2 separate regions of the Mus musculus genome follow, and region 1 is linked to region 2. Evidence: chromatin contacts called from public HiChIP or PLAC-seq data. All regions are on one chromosome and are shown on one strand. The core of a region is the stretch at or near the end of the contact, and the rest is flanking DNA. Distances in the headings are between cores, read along the strand shown.

Region 1 (2,738 bases), core at 167-2,666, 1.8 Mb before region 2:
TGATCCTGTTTCATTCAATACAGAATTTCCCATGGGAGAGTTCTTCACTATGTTTTTGCAGCTAAGGTCTAGATTCCTTTTCTTTCATTTGTCTTTGAAGTTTATTTTTAAAAAGGGTTTTGGCTTTTGTTATTCACTTGTTTGGATCAAAGGGATTTTATTTGTGAAATCTATAAGAAAACAAAGACAGGCTTTATGAGCAGGTGCTGAACGAACATTTTGGAATTGCAAAGGAGGATTAAGAACTGAATTGGAGCACATGAGAATCCCCAGGTAATGAAACAAAATCACACACACACACACACACACACACACACACACACACACACACACACGACAGGTTCGTTTAGTGTCACATTCCTGCATTCATAAGCAGGTTTCCAGTGGAACCTAGCTTCAGCAATGAGCAACAAAAAGACTTTCCCACCATGTTACAATCTTTCTAAGTAATCAAGCTTTTCAGAAATGGCTTTGCAGATTCTGTCCAGATGAGTCCCAGGTAAGCATGGGGTTGCAGTCTCTTACCTGTAGATCTGTCCGAGGGATTTTCCAGCAAAATTCTTTATCCCCTCTTTCCCCGGGGCCAAAATCCTTTGTTTTACCGACTCCATTCTTGTAAAGACTGGTGTCCAGCCTTACCAGATTTAAATTGTTGTGGCTATGAAAGACGGATTCTGCGCATAGTCTTAGTTGGTTAAGGTAGAGCTTTTTCTTCTCAGCAGAGGTGAGCTTTCCAGCAAGGCTGTGAGTTGGAGAGGGGAGGGAGGGCGAGAAAGAGAGTACAACAGAATAGCTGCATGCAGCCCACGGGTTTCCTAATAGGAGAATTGGTACACACAGTCACAAAGTCTCATTGGAAGGGGAGGATCCGGTGGCCGAGGGCGCGCGCAGTGCCGTGGTATTTGGGCGGGTGCTGATGAGTCCCTGTTCTGGAAGTCACCTCACCGAAAAACAACGTAAATTCCCGGTTTTGAAGTCTTATCGCAATCAAATCCGCTGTCTTTTAATCAGATTGACCAGAAACGTCATCGAACCCTTGTGTAAGGAAAAAAGCAAAAGAACCCTACTGTCTAAAATGGTGACTTTGCTGATCAGAGCTCATAGCTCTCAGAACCCTTGGGAGCTTCCTAGGCCTCAGGTGAGCGGCTGCTGTTAGCTTCCTGCCTTAACATGGTCTCCTCCCATCGCGCCGGCGTAATTGTGCTCTGCGGCAGAGTGGCAGAGTGGAATTAAGACTGAGAATGTTAGCTGATCTTTGCGAACGTGAGTGAATAACAGACACACAGCTGTGGTTTAGGCAGCGCCGGGGGAGACCTTCCATAAAACCTGACCGCTCCCGTCAGTGCGCGCGGCGCAGTTTAGCATTTCAGGACCACGGACAGAGGAAGCTAAGGAACCTTGGCTGCTGCTTTTGGCTAACCCGCTCGCCAACTTCCTAGGGGAGCTGGGCGGATCGCCCTGACCAAGGGCCTTTCTAGGGCTCTTCAGGAACGGATGCTATGGAAACCAAGTAGGGAGATGTCATCGTCTGCAGAGTTCTCAGGAGGAAAGCTGCATTTGGCTCTGCAAGGGAGGAGGGCTTTATTAAACACTGACAAGTTACTCTGCTTGGCCACCCGTTGCCCAGCATGTACATACTAGCTCTGACAGCATGGTGAAGAAGCAACACTGCAGAAGCTTCTACTTTAGGTGTGTGGTATCCAGGTGAACACCTGGTTCCCCTCCGATATAAAGCTTATGTTTATGAGATGCATAATAATATTGCTTGTGTATTTGATTCAACCCCTAAGACGAACAAGAAAGGATGCAGAGAGAGAAATGGAAGGAGACAAAAAAAAAAAAAAAAAAAAAAGAGGTGGGACAGAGAAGGAGGAGAGACAGAGAGATAATGACAGCTGTAACATTAGTGCACTTTCCGAATAAAGGACAGGCAGTCTGAAATGAATTCTTTGGAATTCTAAGTTTCTTTAATTAACTAATGCACAACACAATACTGAATTATTTCTAATTACAGGTAAAATTTGTACCTATAACTAAGCTTGTTAGCGAAGAGTAACTGATAATGTTTTAAAAATTTATTTCAATATATTTACACTCTATTTAAATTTTATTTTTCCCTCCTTATGACACCTTTTCTTAAGAGGGAGGCTATTTTTGCCATTGTTGCTTGTTGGGTTTTGAGAGATGGTCCTACAAGGTTTTCCATCTTAGTTGTGTATAATACCATTGAACCTATATCATTAAGCAAAACAATTAAATTGTGCTGAATTAATGTGAGTTATTTCGCATGGACCACAACCCTCTTAAGATGCAGTCCAGGCAAGTGCTTACGAAACAGACTGTCCTTGAGCTACATCCCCAAGGTTAAACCTTGGATGCTAGCTAAATCAACCAGGGGAGTGCGTTTTACATAGGGACTATTGGATTACATCCCAGAGGTACGGTGCAGAGTCAAATAAGAATGTTCTCTGACGATTTCAAATGATATGTGGAAAAAAATTTCCTAAAATAGAGAGATGAAAAAAAATCACAAATAGCTAAAACCCTTTGCAATTGTTAAATCCAAATCCAAAGCCTATAAAATTGTATTTCATTAAGAAGTATGGTTGAGCAAGAATACCACGATTACATTCCTGTTATTTTGGGACATATGCATTATGTGAATGTTATATATTATATTACGTATATACTTTAAAAACCAGGAAGCCATCTTCAAAAATATCCCTGGAATGCCACAA
Region 2 (2,700 bases), core at 154-2,653:
AAAGTGCCAGATTTCAAGTGACCTTGGTAGTCCTACAGCACCTGCACTACAGCGTGAAGAATAACACTTCTTTTGTATGTAACCTCCAACACTGAAGGACACGAACGAATATACAGCAGAGACTCCGCACTTCACTTCTGTATGCCTAGCACACAGGCAACTCTCAATGTCTGCCAAGACAGGTCATCTGGATCATCCTCGCAGCCTATCACAGGGCACTGCACCACAGATGCTCAATAAATACAATAAATACGAGTGTGCAGTCATTCTCCTCTCCAATGAGGCGCCACCTAGGACCACTAATATGCCACCAGTCAGCACCAGGAACCGACACAGGGGGCGGGACCCAGCAGCGCTAGTCAACATCAATCACCCCTTTTTCAGCCAAGTCACTTCCATCTAAGATGCAGGATTTTAAGTGAAAAGAAGGTGTGTCCTAGGAATATAAACAGCAGCTTCGTGACCTTGAACAAGTTGGTGGCTCTGCAGCCTCATTTTCCCCTAAGTACAAAGAGCATCAGTTCCTCCCTCAATCATGGAAGTGAGCTAGTTCTGTCTAAATGGCTCAGTTGAATGTTACATGAGAAGAGAACGTCCTATTATAGGATGGTAGAAATGGAAGCGCGCTTCCAGTCTATGCGCTTTCAAAGTCTGGTATCCAAGGAACAGAATGAAAAACACCCAGCCTTCATGGAATCCCTAATTTAGGACTAAGGTGTGAAGTTCAGATTTTTTCTGGGTGTGTTTTCGAGAGGGTCTAGCTTGGTGACTCAAGGCTGGCCTGGGATTCCTGACCATTCTCCTGCCTCAGCCTCCAGAGTGATGGTATGCCAGGCCTGACTTAGTATGGGGGGTGGGGGGGGGGAATTAGAGTGAGGGGTGGGGTTGACTGGGCTGCAGAGGCAAACCCAGAGCGCGGTCCCCGGCTCCGCCCCCCCCGGACCACGTGAGCAGCCCCTTGTCAATCAACCGTCCCGCGCGGGCCGGAGCCTCGGGCCCGCCACGTGCTCGCTGGCGCTGCGGCGCGCCTTCCACACCGGCACGAACCTGTCACAGAACAGGCAGGGTGTGTGCTGCCGGCCGTGCGCGGGCTCAGTGTCCGCGTCCTCGTCCTCCCAGCCCGCGTCGTCTCCGCTGTCCGACAGTTCCAGGGGCTCCGGCCCCAGCTCGGCGCCACGGCCTGCAGAGCACACACGGTCAGCACCGAGACCCGCGCCCGCCCACCCGCGCCCCGCCGCCCTACGCGAGGGGGCACCCACCGTTCCCCGCCGCTAGCGAACACATGGCCGCCGACCAAGCGCGCGGCCGCACAGCGCGGCACCGGAGCCGGGAACGAGCGGCGCGGGTGCGCGGGAGCCCCCAAAGCGATCCACACGCGGAGCGTGAACCGTCCGGAGAGCGCTTCCGGGTCACGTGGGCGTAGGGGGCGGGGCACCGCTCTCCGGCTTGGACGCTTGCGCAACCGAGGCGCCGGCGCTTACAAGGTTGAGCACCGACTTATCGCAGCGCCCTCTGGCGGCAGAGATGGCCAATGCAGGCCAGGCTCGGAGGCTCTGGGGAAGACAAGAAAGCCCCTTAAATTAACCTGTATGCTGATGTATGTGGGTGTGCACTCAAGCCCCACACCCCTACTAGGGGTTAAAGTGATAAAGTGAGAACCATGGGCTTTACAAACACCCTAAGTTTGAACTCTATTTCTGAATGCTTGAATTCTAAGCATGAGCAGGTAACCTGCCTTCTCTTGGCCTCAGTTTCCTGACTGGTAAAGCACTCTCATGACTGCAGTAACCTGATGGTTATGGTAAGACTTACACGTGTGTGAAAAGTTTAGGCATTAACTTGAGCCTATACAATGGAAACAGGTGGACTGTGTGATATGTGCCAACAAATGCTCTCTGCCCTGCCTGTGGGGTTAGGGAGGATACCAGGGTTCCCGAGTCTCAGGCTGCCTCCTTTCTAATATTCCTAGTATCTAACAGTGGAGTTCCCTTAGGCAGGTGGGAAGCAGTAATTCTGGGTAGGTAAAGCCTCCAGGCTGCAGATGAGGCTGGACTCTGCATGGGGCATGTTTGAGGACATGGCCAGCTAGGCCTGCATAGTATAGTGTCAGACAGCTCAGTTCAACTTCCCACCATGCACACCCTCGAGCCAGTGTACTGCTGATCACTGAAGCTCTTTGGTGGGCAGTTCCTCTTCCCCTCTGTTGTGTTTTATAAAAAGATAAAGGGAGAAGGGATATGTTTTGGTGGAGGTGTAGTCAGGTGGGGGGGGGGGGGGAGTGGTGCCTCTGCGGGCCCATGCTGAGGCACCTCTTCCCCCTGAGGGCATGGTATAGTAATAGTATAGAATAGAGTTTATTCAGGGCATGGGGAGGGGAGTTAAGAAGGTAATAGAGACAGAAAAAGGCAGAGAGAGAGAGAGAGAGAGAGAGTAGCGGATTAGAGGAGTAGAGGCCAGCCATGAGCACGTGGAGAGAGAGGGGGGAGGGAATGGGGAGAGAGGGGGGCAGGAGCCAGAAGGCAAGAGGACTCAGAGGGGACAAGCAGCCCCTTTTGTAGTGACTCAGGCATACCTAGCCAGGTAACAGGGGGGGGGGTGCTAACACCCTCCCCCAACAGGATTTTGCTCACATCATAATTTTTTAAAATATTTTTGAGAATATCACACAGTGTCTCTTGATCATATGCCTCCCACTCCTCC

What was found. HiChIP or PLAC-seq counts read pairs in DNA pulled down with a chosen protein or histone mark.
Region 1: an H3K4me3 HiChIP or PLAC-seq map of embryonic forebrain shows a contact between it and region 2, with 3 times the contacts expected there. The contact joins the promoter of Slc17a6 here to the promoter of Prmt3 in region 2. A contact is called at or near these places in 3 of 39 promoter capture datasets (cranial neural crest, hippocampal neurons and liver) and 4 of 115 datasets of contacts at active chromatin or transcription factors (astrocytes, embryonic forebrain, embryonic hindbrain and 1 more).

What each region holds. Positions count from the first base shown.
Region 1 is chr7:51,620,508-51,623,245 of GRCm38.p6, reverse strand. It overlaps Slc17a6 (solute carrier family 17 (sodium-dependent inorganic phosphate cotransporter), member 6), which reads right to left and starts at 1,416. Exons shown (of 12, transcript NM_080853.3): 1 at 526-1,416. The coding sequence starts at 611. It overlaps Gm33136 (a long non-coding RNA gene), which reads left to right. Exons shown (of 4, transcript XR_003946771.1): 1 at 1-499; 2 at 1,012-1,138.
Region 2 is chr7:49,777,061-49,779,760 of GRCm38.p6, reverse strand. It overlaps Prmt3 (protein arginine N-methyltransferase 3), which reads right to left and starts at 1,403. Exons shown (of 16, transcript NM_133740.2): 1 at 1,260-1,403; 2 at 1,048-1,180. The coding sequence starts at 1,284.